Linked DNA regions of Triticum aestivum: region 2 is linked to region 1. A link is a contact called in public Hi-C data. All regions are on one chromosome and are shown on one strand. The core of a region is the stretch at or near the end of the contact, and the rest is flanking DNA. Distances in the headings are between cores, read along the strand shown.

The links. A called contact is a pair of places that touch in the nucleus more often than the background predicts.
Region 2: a contact with region 1 is called in a Hi-C map of leaf, with 4 times the contacts expected there. The contact joins the enhancer-like site here to the promoter of LOC123147468 in region 1. A contact is called at or near these places in 4 of 5 Hi-C or Micro-C datasets (leaf and root).

The regions. Positions count from the first base shown.
Region 1 is chr7A:542,812,452-542,819,751 of IWGSC CS RefSeq v2.1, forward strand. LOC123147468 (cysteine-rich and transmembrane domain-containing protein WIH1) reads right to left here and starts at 1,702. Exons shown (of 3, transcript XM_044566720.1): 1 at 1,552-1,702; 2 at 1,292-1,463; 3 at 853-1,197. The coding sequence starts at 1,567. The coding sequence ends at 1,152. It overlaps LOC123151839 (cysteine-rich and transmembrane domain-containing protein B), which reads left to right and starts at 4,042. Exons shown (of 2, transcript XM_044571482.1): 1 at 4,042-4,562; 2 at 4,674-4,995. The coding sequence starts at 4,366. The coding sequence ends at 4,719.
Region 2 is chr7A:543,288,157-543,295,146 of IWGSC CS RefSeq v2.1, forward strand. No RefSeq gene overlaps it. Among protein-coding and RNA genes, the nearest start is that of LOC123148071, 11 kb to the right of the region's middle. Within about 2 kb of position 4,670, at least 1 of the 8 cell types and tissues checked has an H3K27ac peak or open chromatin away from gene starts, as enhancers often do. A contact at or near this core is called in leaf, where this site is marked.

The sequences.
Region 1 (7,300 bases), core at 452-2,951:
TAAATGGAGATACCACGGATATCATTGTTTGGAAAAAAAACACAGCTTCCGGCGACCACGCCACCCCTTCAGCTTACCTGGCGCAACCTTAGAACAATAACGCTGGCACCCCTCTCCTGAAGCCGGCTTCTCAGAAATTTGGGCACCATCAAAACATAAGTTAATTTTGCTTGGCTTGTCACTGAAGATTGTCTATGGACTGCGGACTGGCTTCAACAGAGAGGATGGCCAAATTATGGGCTATGCCAGTTATGCAAGAGAGAACCAGAGACCGCGGCCCATCTCCTATTCAAGTGTAGATACGCAAGACACATTTTCCTTGATATTCATAGATGGCTCGGGCTTCAACATGTCAACATTGACGAATGGAGCAACTTCAACGTGGTACAAGATTGGTGGCACTCCGTTATAAATGAAACGGCGACACTAGAAAAGGGTTAGCTTCTCTTATAATGCTTACATTGTGGGAGATTTGGTGCGAGAGTAATGACCAGGTTTTTGGAAATGGATCGTCAATGCCGAGCACCGTGAATACCAAGAAAAGAGGGAGGCCATGCTATAGGGACCACAGGGGCTAAACATTAGTATCCTTGTTGCCGCGAGAGTAATTTCATGTAATTCCGATCGAGTTTTGCTTCCGTACAACCCTCCCTCCCCCCTTTAGAAGTCTACATGATTCTTGAAGTTACTTAAAAAGGCTATCGCCATATTAGCCTGTGGATCAAACTTATTGAATAGTTTGGTTTGAATACAAAAGACTGTATTACCCTTTTTTATTAAATCGGTAACTTATAATCTTCACCTTTAATCCGCATCAAAATCTGTAAACTTTTCTAGTGGGTGTGTACCGGAGTAAAGTTCAAATGCAGTTATTGTCAGATTATTTCACTATAAAGACCAACAAATAATTCGATCATCACTGCCAACAAGGTAAACAACACCAAGAGAATATGCATTCAACGAGGCCACTAGCCGGATCAATCTCACAGGTCTATCTATCTAAATCATACGAATGGAAACAAAACAACGCACACGATCACACAAGAAAGTCGTGCTCCGGGACTAGTACTCAAACTCGATCATGACGAGCTCTATATGCCGCCGCGCCTGATCATGAGTCATGACGGTCGAACAACACCGGACGAAGTGGATCAGAAGCAGGCGTCGAGGAGGCAGCAGCAGCAGAGCGCCGCGCAGCTGCGACAACAGAAGAAGCAGACGATCATCATCAGGTCGTTACAAATGAGGCTACGGAGACAAGTGAGAACTCGGAACATGGGAGAAAAATCACCATCCTTTCAAGAACCCATCGCCGCCGTGGCCGTGCTCGCCGCGGCTGGTGGTGTCGCCGCCGGCCGGAGGGTACTGCTGGCCCTGCTGGTACGCAGCCGGCGGCGGCGCGACGTAGGCCTGCTGCTGGCCCGGCGGAGGGTACGCTGCTGCGGTGCCCGGCGGCGGGTAGCCTGCGTAACCAGAAGAAGCAAAAGATTACTCAGGATTCAACGATCGAAAGATCGATGCCCCTCCAGAGAAAAAGGAATTGGCACTTACCCTGCTGGTAGCTCATGATCGAGTTGCGGGAAGGGCTAGCAAAAACTCTGCAGAAACAATGCTCTGTTCCTCTGAGTTCTGACGCTGTTAATGTATGTCAATCAAGAACCAAAGAGGAGGAAGACGAATCGGCTAGGACTGGACGTCTGGACAGAACGGGATGGAGTGGAAACAGCATCGTCGAGCGTCTACTTATATCCGGTCAGTTTGCTTAGAGCATCTTCAACAGCCGCGCAACGCGCCGCATCTAAAAATGACATTTGCCGTGCGCCGTTCACCTGGTTTGGCGCGGCCGGCAGCGGTGGTTTCAACGGCTGCGCTAAAATGCAGCGCGCGCGTCGCTCCAGCAGCGCGTCAAAATGCACCGCGCGCGATCCATCGATGCATTGCATATGGCATTTTCAACACAATGATGAACATTTTTAACACAATAAAAATTTCACACAAACAAGTTGATGAAGTTCATGCCCACAAGTTTAAAATCATGCCCACAAGTTCATCCAACCAAGTTCAAAATGCAAATTAAGTTCAATACACAAAGGAAAGACACATCATTCCTCGTCCTCGTCCTCGTCCTCGTCCTCATCCTCATCTTTGGAAGACGATTCTTCCGCCTCCGAAGATGAATCTTCCTCCCTCTCGCGCACCGCATCACGTGAAACTCCGACGGTGTTGGCAAGATCTTCAACGGCATCTTCATGGGAATGTGTGTGAGGAGGCTCATCGAAAGACATTCCTCCCATAGCGGCCGGAGGTGCACCCATGCCTCCCATGAGAGAAACAAAACTCATGCCTCCCATCGTGGTCATAGCGTCGGGGGGTGCTCCAAAGCCAGCCATGCCTCCCATTGCACCTAAACCGCCCACGGTACCTTCGAAGCCACCCATGACATCCATGGCGCCGAGGCCACCGCCACCCATTGCACGAACCATGGCTCTTTTTCGGATCAAGACTTCTTGTTGGGCAAGATTGACATACTCCTTTTGCACCGCATTGAGGTTAGTTGTGTCCAAGAAGAACAAGTGCTTCTCCCATTCCAACAACCTAGTTCGCTCCTCATTGCTCACCTTCCTCTCCTCGGCCGCCACCCTCCTCTCCTCGGCCGCCAACCTCCTCTCCTCGGTCGCGGCATCTTGGGTCCTTGCCATTTTCCTCACCTCGTTGGCTTCTTTTTTTGTCTTCACAATAGCTTCCATAGCATGTTTGAGCTCATCATCTCCTTTCTTCTTCTTCTTTTGGGTTTGGTCTTTCTTGCACCCATCCGGTCGCTTTGGCTTCGAGTAAAAAACCGAGTCGGGTGTAGGGCTTCTCTTGCCGTCATCACTTGATGCATCATCCTTGGAGGCATTTCGTCGAACATGTTGTGCGCGCCGGCCGCCGGCTCAACGAGCGAGCTTGCCGGCGCTTCGGCAGCCGCCGCGCCCGTCGCACGCCCCGCAAGCTTCTTCCTCTTCGCCTTGGAGGTGCCGAAGCCGTCCGCCGCCTTGTTTTTCTTCGCCGATGTCTTGCCCTTCTTTAGCCGCGCCGCATTGGGGAGCTTTGAGGAGGAGGGGGCGGCGGCTCGGGCCGGCGCCGGCGCGACGCCACCCGCCACCGAGGTCATCCGCGGCGGCATGAAGAGGCCGCGCGCGAGGCCGCTCGTCGGAGGAGCTCTGGCGGCGGCGAGGCCAACGCCATCCGGGCTAGGGTTTGTGGCGGCGGCGGCGGCGGGGTCACGGCTATAGGACGGGGTGAGCGGGGTGCCGGTGCGTGCGTCCATGGGTGCGGGTTGCCGGCGCCGGCGCGCGCGGGGCTTTGGAGGGGGAGAAGAAGAGTGCGCAGCGCGAGCGTCGAGTGTGCCGCGCGCGGAAGCGGGCGCCGCAAATACACCGCGCGAGGTACCGCTTCCACGCGCGCGCCCAACTTCTTATACCGCGCGCGCGGCTATTGGGCGCCCGCTGGAGCCATCCACCGGGTTGCGCGTGCGCTAAAACGGACGATTTTGCGATGCGGCTCCTGTTTAGGGCGGCTGTTGGAGATGCTCTTAGACGCGTCGTCTTGCCTGAGACAGTCAGACGGAGACTGGTTGACGGATTGTTGCTTAAACTAAAGGGAAGAAATCCACGCGGCGATGGCGCGGCGTCGCTCTCGTGGGCCGGTGGCTGCAGGTGACGGTTCCGTCTTTCCTTCCTTCCTTCCTGGCTGTGCTTATCAGCGGCGAACCTTCGTCGTCGACGAAGGCCGGTGTGCTGGATCAAATCAAATAGCGGATCCGTAGCGGGTCAACTGCATCCAGAGCAGAGGAGATGCCACGGATGGACGAATCGGTGCACGCCACGACGGAGGAGTACGCATAGTCCAACACGGTTGAGCCGCCGGCATAATTACACGCGCTGATTAATGATTAGCAGAGACGACGCCGTGGCGTCTTGGATTTCTGCTCTAGGCTCCTCTCTGCTTGGTGTGGTGCACCAGCCGGGACCTCCCAGTTGGACCAATGGCGGTCAACCACGCACGAGGCCCCCGCCGTCCAACGGAACCATGAGCACGCCCGAGGCGGCATGCAAGCGCAACACCTGAGAGCGCGTCGTCCGTGGCACGGTGGCATGGCAGGCAGGGCAGTTCAGCTGTCTCCTTTCGCTTTCTCTTCTCCCCCCCAAGTCGACCGACGCGGGTAAGCAACCGTGTCTGTGCAGCTCCTACAAATACAGACGCTCGGCGATGCACTCTTCCTAATCCTATCCATTCCCTTCATCTTCATAGCAGCAAAGCCTCTTTTCTCCATCCTCCTCTAGGTTCTTGATCGCTTCAGGAAGACACATCAGTAATTCCATCATGAGCTACCAGCAGGGCGCCACCGCCACGGCCTACCCTCCGCCGGGCCAGCAGCAGCAGCAGGCCTACGTAGCGCCGCCGCCGCCGGCCGGCTACCCGCAGAAGGACCAGCAGTATCCTGCCGCCGCCGGCGCCGACACCACCACGAGCCGCGGCGGCCATGGACACCACCACGGCGGCGGCTTCTGGAGAGGCTGGTAAGTCTTGTTCGTCCCTTCTGAGTCCTGTCTGCGCATGCATCCTTCCCGTGCATGGCCTTGTTCATGGTGATGCTTAATCATGTTTGTCTGCTTCTTCTCTTGTTGCAGCTGCGCCGCTCTGTGCTGCTGCTGCCTCCTCGACGCCTGCTTCTGATCAAGTCAATTTCATCCATCGTGCTCGGTTAGGCTACGTGGCCTAACGACTGCACCTGCTGTTCATCACGGTTGATGTGGAGTCCGGATGTCATCTAGTAATTGTTTGTTTTCCTTTTTCGCTTGGTTGGTTACACTTTTGTGAGCAGTGCTATTTGTTGGTTGCTCAGCACCATTTCTGTGTAGTATGTCATGGTGATGTGGCCCGATCTCTTGTACATTGATTATGTTAATATATAAAGATGGTTAGTAATATCACTGTGCAACAGTCGCTTCACCTCTTCAATTTATACATGATTGCTGATGGAGCCATAACCGAGCTCGCTTCGGTGGGACGATGGAGTGTGGATACAGTTATTGTGTAATAAATATTGGCACTCAAAGATGTTGTCTCAAGTCACTGCTTAACCGTTTGATTCACCCTTCTGCAAGGGTTTGATAAAAACTAAGGTTGCTTTTTTCAATAGGGGAAGGTTACATATTGGTGATGGCCTACCAACTAGGTTCTCGGTGTTGAGTTGTATATTTTGTACATTATGTAACGTTGTACTCTTTCGGTGTACCGATCCTACAAGATCCTAGATTGTAGGATCTGAGCTCATTCCCGCATGGCCTGCGTGCCTAACTCTCCGGAACATTCTCTCCCTCTCTATGTAAACACTGATTGTACCAGAAACACTCAAGAAAATCATAACACAGTTTCCAACTTGGTATCAGTCGCTAGGGTTTCCTCATGGCTCCGGACGATCTCTCCTCCTCTCCCTCCGCCGCCGCCACGAGCTCCACCACGTCGCCGGGCTCCCTCTCCTCCTCCTCGGCGCCTCTTGCCGGCACCACTCCCCCCTTCGTCTTCGGCACCACCCCAGCCCTCTTCAGCGGCTCCTCACCTGCCACGGCATCCCAGTTTGCCCCTCTCTTCACCACCGCCGACTCTTCTCCCGCGCCACCGCCGGCCTCCTCCCCGACCCATCCTATCTTCCACGACCACATCACGAACCACATCAAGTTTTTCCTCAACCCCGCGGATCACAACTACCATAAGTGGAAAACTTTCTTTCTGATGGTTCTCGTTCGCTACGGCGTCTCCTACCTTCTCGACCATCCCCCCTCCCAATGCTCCGGCGCAATATCTTGAGCTCGACGCCCACATCTTCCTGTGGATCTATGCCACCCTCTCGGACACCATGTGCGACCATGTGGTCGGCACCACCACCACCTACGCCCTATGGCACAAGATCAAAGACTTCTTTCTCGCCAATCGCGATGCTCGCTTCATGATCCTCAACCGTCAACACCGAACCTCAAACAGGATGATCTCTCTGTGTTCGAGTACGCATGCCGTCTGAAGCTCCTCACCGACGCCCTCGCCGATATTGATCGTACCGTCACCGAGGTGGATCTCACCACCCAATTTCTTCATGGCCTCGACAAGCAGCTCGACACCATCCGCATCGTCCTCGGTAACCAGGGCCTCCCCTTCGACACCGTGCTCTCCCGCGTTGTTGTCGCGAAGGAGTCGCAGGCGCAGCGCGCGACTGAGGAAGGCGCCTCTGCGTTCGCCATGGCGGGAGGCAGCTCTTCCAGCGCTGGCTCCTCGGCTGGCCCCTCAGGTGGTCGCGGCCACGGCGATCGCCTCTCTGATCGCGCCCTGGACGCCACCCCTCCGTCGGCCCCCTCCTTTGGCCGCGGGCGCGGTGACCGCTCTGGTGACGGCGGTGACCGTGGACGCGGGCATGGGCGCGGTCGCGACCGAGGACGCGGTGACCACTCTGGGCGCGGTCACCAGGCGGCTACCTTCTCCCCCTTTACGGGGTACTTCGCCCCCTACGGGATGACGCTCTCGTCGCCCCGCTCTGGCTGGATCCCGCCCAACGCCGCCGGTGTTCTTGGACCCCGCCCCGGCGCCCATGCTCAGGCGTACCACGCCTTCACGCCGTCTCCGGTGCCATCTACTCCGTACTATCAGCCACCGCAGCCGTCATGGGACCATCTCGCCATGCTCAACGCCGCCTTCAGCAACGGCGGCTACGCCAGGCCCCCGGCCCCCGAGTGGTACCTCGACAGCGGCACATCTTCGCACGTGACAGGCACCCAAGGTAATCTGACCTCGTCAAGTTCTTCATTTTCGCATTTACCCTCTAGCATTGTTGTCGGTAATGGGCATTCTCTTCCTGTCACTGCCACGGGCTCTACCACCCTCTCCTCTCATGATTTTCGCCTCACTGACATTCTTGTCTCCCCCAATGTCATTACTAGCCTCATATCCGTTCGTAAATTTACTAAAGATAATTCTTGCTCTATTGAATTTTACCCGTGTGGTTTTCTTGTGAAGGATCTTCACACTCAACGAGTTCTCATGATCTCCGTTAGCCACGGCGATCTCTACCCCTTCGTTGGCACTAAACCGGCACCGGCGTCTGCTCTCCTCGCCACCACCACCTCGGACTTGTGGCATCGCCGCCTTGGGCATCCCAGAGCACACACCTTTTCCTCACTCGCCCAACACTTTCTTAATGATTGTAATAAGGCTCCCCACACCCCATGTAATGCGTGCCAACTTGGGCGCCAACCCCGTTTACCTT
Region 2 (6,990 bases), core at 3,420-5,919, 480 kb after region 1:
GGATTTGGCCATCGTGGCTATAGATGCTATCAACTCACATCTCGTACGAGGCTTCTATGCAACGCATCGATCGACTGACTTGAGTAAGCAGCAGCGATCAATCGTTCGGGTTCAATTAGCAGCGAAGGAATCGGTCAGCTTGAGTTAGCAGCAAAGAGATCGATCGGTTTCAGTAAGTAGCTAGTGGGATCGATCGCTCGTGTTCAATAGGTAGTGCAAGGGATTGATCGATCGCTCGGGTGCAGTAAGCGTACGCCTTTCTCGGGTTCAATTAGCAAACACGGCTCGCACACACATGCACATACAACAGAAACGCGCAAACGACTGCATCGCTTGGGCCCGACCACCCACCGACTGCCCACCGTAATCGGGAACTCTCACAAATTTTCCTCGCCCTAATTCTACCATATATTTTATTTCATGAACAACCCGAAGAATGTCATGCAGATGCTATCTAGCCCGCCCAGGACAAAAATCCATTTTCTGTCATAATTTTTTGTCATAGAAGTAGGAGCCCACCACATCTATGATGATACGTATTTTTTCACAATTATTGTCATAAAAGTGTCACATCCATGACAGAAAAGGTTTTCATTCGGGCTATAATATCACAAAAGTGTCTTTTCGAGCGCGGTCGTATGGAACGTCGTGTTCTGCACTGGAGGCGCGGGGACGATTTCTTCTTTGTCCTTCTTGCTTGATTCTTTATGGTAGGCGATTATCGCTTTAAATACGTGATTCCACTACCATTTCTCGGGATTTCTTCCATCAAGCATTATTTGGTCCAAATATCATTACTTGAGGAAAAACAACAAAAAGATGTGCCTGAATGCGGTAAAATTCCATAAAGCCTACTAGGTATGCACAAAAATATCAACAAAAAAATCACATAATTTGGGCTCATCCGCAAACTCTGGCGATGCTAAACAGAGGACGAGATGGGGTAAGTACATGGAGTACATGGCTCCTCAGGACCAGCGTGCCGCAGCGTTCTGGACTAGCAGGTTGGTGGCGCCGGAGGACGAGCACGATGCGATGTGGATGGTAGTCAAGGCGCCAGCGGCAGGTGAACGTGCAAGACCCATCGTTCTTGACCAAAATGATGAGGATGAGATTGCCGTTGGTGCGGTGAAAGCGGTGGAGGAAGAAAAGAAGATGGCTATGCCCCCCCCCCTCCCCCGCCGCCACTTGAAGTGGCTCCGAGATCGCCGCGACTAGGATTAGGTGCTTGTAAACTAGTTTTACCCCAATCTCACCCCCGATGTAATAAAAAAAGGGTCGTAAGAACCCTAAAATCCACCGGTGCGGAACTGATGGATTCGAGAGGTTCATTGGTCGTGTTTCCCCTTTTTCCCTATACCAATCCCCCACCCCCGATGTGTTTAATACCCTCCCTAACGCTCCAATTGTGTCCGCAAAACAAATTTAATGCGACTGGAAAGCAATAAATCAAGAGACATGGTCAGGGTTTACCGCCATTGTCGATGTGTTGGTCAGTCCAGTGCTTGCCACCGCCTACGATCGTCTTGCAGTCAGTCACTCCGGTGCTCGCCGTCTTCGGTGTAAGTGGGGAAGAGAGGAGAGAGAACGGTGCGGAAAGGAAGGTGAGGGTAATTTATGACGTGGCTTCAGGAAACAACACGACGTCTTGAGACAGCATCCACGCATGTAATCGTCAATGCCCACATGCCTCAGGTTGCATCGCTCGGGCCTGGCTTTGAAAAAAGGCCGATTCGGCCGTTCCTCTGGATGCAGGCCAAGATGTACTTTAGGTTTCACGCGAGTCCATTTTTTGATGCCACCCACGCAACTAAACAGACCAAGAACTGCCTGCACGAACCTAGCTGGACCTAAGGGAGGCTATGAACTGCGTCCTCATGCACGCAGGTTCAGCTTCGTGTGTCTTTCTAACACAAGAAGTTCGCCGCGTGAATGTGCAACATACGTATCAACACGTGGGCCCAGCACGGAAGGACCTTATCTGAGATGCACTGCCCCATAGTCGTAGGCATGGGTTAAGATGGTGCCAACTTTTTACATGGAACAAGGTTCCCACAGTCACGGGCCATTTTCTCCTCCCCACCCATACATGCATGTGCCCAGAGAGGGATATACATCCAACTAAAAGAAAATGATTATAATTTATATATACATGGAAAAAACACTAGCGTCGTCGCACCATGGTCCAGACCTTAATTAGAACCTTCACGAGGCCGTAAAGGATTTGACCCACTGTCCATTTCTGCTCGTACAAGAAACTTCAAGAGTGAACAGCTGCTTCCCCCTCAGTGTACATGCGTGCGTACATACGTGTTAGGAAACCAACGGTGCCTTGAGCTTTCGAGGAGCTGTGGCGCTTCCTGGAACAAATCCCGCTGTTGTTTTCAAGGCGTACGCCCTTCATGCATGTTTGCCGCGTACTGCCGTCGAAGTGGATTTGGGTTTGAGACCGGAGAATCAGTGTGATGGACATGCATGTGATGTGATGATCATGACAAGATTCGTTGTGCATCGCCATGTTGCTCTCTGATCATGTTACATCCAACACTATACTGCATACAAATATGGCAGTATTACCATTGTATTAATGCGTGTGGTTAAACGGAGATGGACGACATATATACTACTCCCAAACACAATACGTTCTACTCCCTCCGTTTCTAAATATTTGTCTTTTTAGAGATTTCAAATGGACTATCACATACGGATGTATATATACATATTTTAGAGTGTAGATTCATTCATTTTGCTCCGTATGTAGTCACTTGTTGAAATCTCTATAAAGACAAATAATTAGGGACAGCGGAAGTAGCATTTATGTGAATCGAATATACGTAGTTTAAGATTATTTGAAGCATCGCATGAAATTACTATAACTTTATTTACAAACTCACTCCTTCGGTTCATATCAACCAACGTCACACCTGGCACACGTGTTAGCCATTCGGCACCCATCCGCGAGTTTGAGCGAAAAGTCAGGGAGGACTTTTGCATCATGTTACGCTGATCAATACCGTGAACGTGAGTACGTAGCAGCCATGCGTACATAAAATAAGCTTTGACTTTGCCTGCATCTCCAAACGCATCTCAAGAAGGCCGCAACAAATAAACCTGGGAAAGTTTGCATGTGAGAGGTTGGGCACCTGTGTACGTGTACGTGTAAATACAACTCTCTCCGTCTCATAATACATTAGTGTAAAAAACGTTCCTGTATTATGCGACAGAGGGGAGTATTGCACTTCTATATAGTACTAGTTTGCATGAATGAAGTTTTATAAAGTATATGAAAGTAAAATATCACACAAAATACTTTTTCTTCCAAGAGATAATACAATACAATTTTTCCATAACCCGCAAATAAAAAAAATACAATTTGTCCATGAATCCAATTTCTTATTGTTGCATTCTGAGTCAGTGAGCCTATACTCAGTTGAAATTGCGTGCACTATTTTTCTTTAAAAGAGCTGACTTTTCAGGCCACGTTCTGTGACGGCTAAGAGCAAGGGGTTGTTAAGTAAGCATAACATGCCCTCAGTTTGCTGTCTGAAATCCTGGTGTTTCAGGGGTGGGTGGGGGTCATTGACTTCTCGAGTATCGCGAGCAACTGGTAGGTGTTTGACGGTTTACATGAAAAGAATTCGCAAAAAAAAAGGGTTTACATGAAAAGTGAGTAGCCAAGACTTACCTAAACTTTAACTAAGTGTACTGCTCAAAGACCTTTTTTTTAACACAGTATAGACACAAGTGCTCATACATACACGCATGCACTCACCTCTATGATCCAATTACAGATTGGTTCGCTACTACTCAAAGACTTATTCATGTTTTATATATGTGTTTATCTATCCTCTCTCGCTCGGACCACAAGCCAAAAGAGAAATCTAGTGATACGTAATTAGTGAATTAAAGCGGCTATAAAAAATACTCCTTGCCTTCACAAACATAAGATGTTCTAAAAAAAATCAGAATCAAATATATACAGACATGTTTTACTGTGTTTCTTCACTCATTAGTCCATATGTAGTCCATACTGAAATATTCAAAATGTTATATATTTGTTATCGGAGGGAATACTACTGAACAGGCCTATATATGTAAGTGAGTTGAGTGTGGTTTGGTACATAGGCAGTCACACAATGTTTTGTGCAAAAAAAAAAGTCTATGTGCATGGGATGATACAGACGCCGGTGGTGAACCTTCTTTTTCAACAAACAAAAAACGTAGAAACCCACGAATGCCATGGGCAGAGCGCTTTTCAGGGCAATATTATCATTTTTGCGTAGGTGGTCATGCATGCATGCATGCACCGATGGTGTAGGGGTTCATGCACCAGTCGATGTCCCCGAAATTGCATTCGTTCGCGTACGAGCCATGTTTTCTCATGGACAGGAGCAATCTATGCATCGTGCGCGTACGAGCCTTTTTACGTGTGGATATATGGTCTGCAAGGTGTCATCGATGAAGCCAAGTTATCAAGGTCGCTCGTGCTCAGAGTTTTGACCGGAACCTCCACGCCGACTGCTGGCCGGTAGGATACGAAATTGCATTCGTCCGCCGGATGCAGGCAAGGGCTGCGTGAGCCTGCCACGCGGCGCCCATGTACGTACGTGCCTCGACCGGCCGGTCGATTTGGCGAGAGCCGTGGACGGCTAAAACACGCGTGCGTGACTGGGAGAGCGCTGTCGAAATCCCTCTTGACTGCACGCGAGCGCACGTAGTACGTACGTACCGTAGACTGTAGCACAGGTCGTGACCGGAGCGTGCACTGCGCGGCGAGCGTACGTGACACGTGTTGTCCCTGCAGGCTTTCTTCTTATCCGGTTATCCATTATCCCGGCTAGCTGAACGGCTAACATGTAGGTTAACCGTAGGTCGTGGATGCACTTCCACGGAGAGTGGGTCAAGGTGTTCGAGCTCTACGTACGTACGCAGCTTGACCACACGAGTGAGCAGTGACTGGGCTGGTCAAGTCTCTTGTGATCGTGTGAGGAAGTTGCCTATAAGTGCTGCACGTGCGCGCATGCGTGGTGCGGTGCGCTCGGTGTCCAGCTGGTCCGGCCGGCTGGGCGGTCGGTCGGATAGGGAGTTAGTTGCTCCGACGCCTTTCGGTTCGGAGATCACGCAGGACTTGACCCGGTCGATCGAGTCGACTCCTCGGCTAGCTCGGTCGAGATTCGGGCGTGCGAGCCATGGCCGACACTGCGGCAGAAAGCACGCACGCACTCGACGGATTCGCCTTTCGCGGGTTGATCATGCATGCACATATCCTGCTGGTTTGTTAATTAAGTAATGTAATCAAAGTTAGTCGGTTAGGCATGCTAATCTGCGGCTTAGACTAGTCACAATGAAAAGTAACTTAGACTAGTAACATCACATTTTACTAGGCTATGTTACTACCTCCACATTGGGTAGTAACATATATGTGTTGTTATGTTATGGTTCATTCATTAGTTATTAGTCTATAGACTCATATTGTCTTGGTATGTGTGATGTTACAGTAACTAGCTAAGTTACCATCATCACTTCTCTCATCATTAAATATGTGCCACATAAGCAAAATTATCTTAAAAAGTGTGATGTTACTAATGATGTTACTTCCACTGTGTCCAGTCTTATGCCCTCCTTCACCCCGGGTGCAACGAGTCGTCACCCGCCTAACTCTGGATTCTTTCTTTGGAGCCGCGTGATTGCACATGCATGCATGCATGCACCCGCGCAGCACGCGTCGGCGGAGCTCACGTACGTACGTCCCCACCCCACCTCACCACGCCTGACCTCACCGTGCACCATGCATGCATGTGCATGTCGCCGGCCGGCCGGCCGGGGGAACACGAGTCGATCAGCCAGCGTCGCGAACTCGTGATCGTCGATCACACGACCACGAAAAACGAGGCAAAGCCTAGCTTTACGTACGCTAGCGTACACATGCACCCCTGCTCTAGAACGATATCGCACCGGCCAAATGATTAGGGTTTTCCTTTAACATCCGAGGGTATCGATTCTGCGTGATCATGGGCCATCATGCACGTGCCAACATATACGTACGAATATATTTAAGATATGGCAAATGCAACGTGCAAACTACTTGTAAAGTAACGGCGACCATATACCTGATGCATTCATATCCTTGTTGCAGGCAACTTGTAAAGTTGCTGGTCGTGATTCGAATATCAGTATTTTGTTGTTCCCACACCTACTTGATAAAGTTTCGGATGATGGGCTTCCACGTTATACATATGTGGAAGTTTCTGGACACTTGAGGAAAGAAAAGAACAGAGCACCGATCAAACAACAATTTGTTTCTAAATGACTAGCTTCAAAAATAAAACACTTTTTTTTTGCGACGACTATAAAGAGTCACTCTCTAAATCGATGAATCATGACAAGTTTTTAGCTCATTGTTTAAAGAAGAAAAACCATCTCCATAAGATTTTAGCTATCAAATAGAAGTTGTCGATTCCAAAAATATGATGAATATTCATTTGATTTGTTTACTCCACGTCCTCCCAACCCATCTTTTAAGTTTTAATAACATTTGTACGATCAAAGCAAAAGAAAATTTAAAACTTAAAAAACGTTGTGGTGGGCATGTTAATGTCTGAATCATCAAAAGCGAAATCATTTTAAATGGAAGCTTAATTACACCAAGCCTATATAAGTGTTTTTTAGCACAATGGGGGGTAGCTTCAGTGCCTATTTGCAGCATGGCTAATTCGAACATTTAAGAAGCCCGTGGAACCGAAAATTAAAGCTACTACTCTATGCAATGCACACAATATTGCCCTGCCCCCTTAGTGTGGGCATTCCTGCTTAAGAGGTCCCCATTGCGCTAATATAGTTGTACTCAACTAGAGTCAGAACTGTGGAGAAACCGTAGATCTTGTGCCCACATTGTCCATACAAAGGAGAATATAATCTTGCAATATCCCACTTTTGGGGGGAAGCCTGTAAATGGAGCGAATAGTTGCATACGGTTCTATTCCCACATGC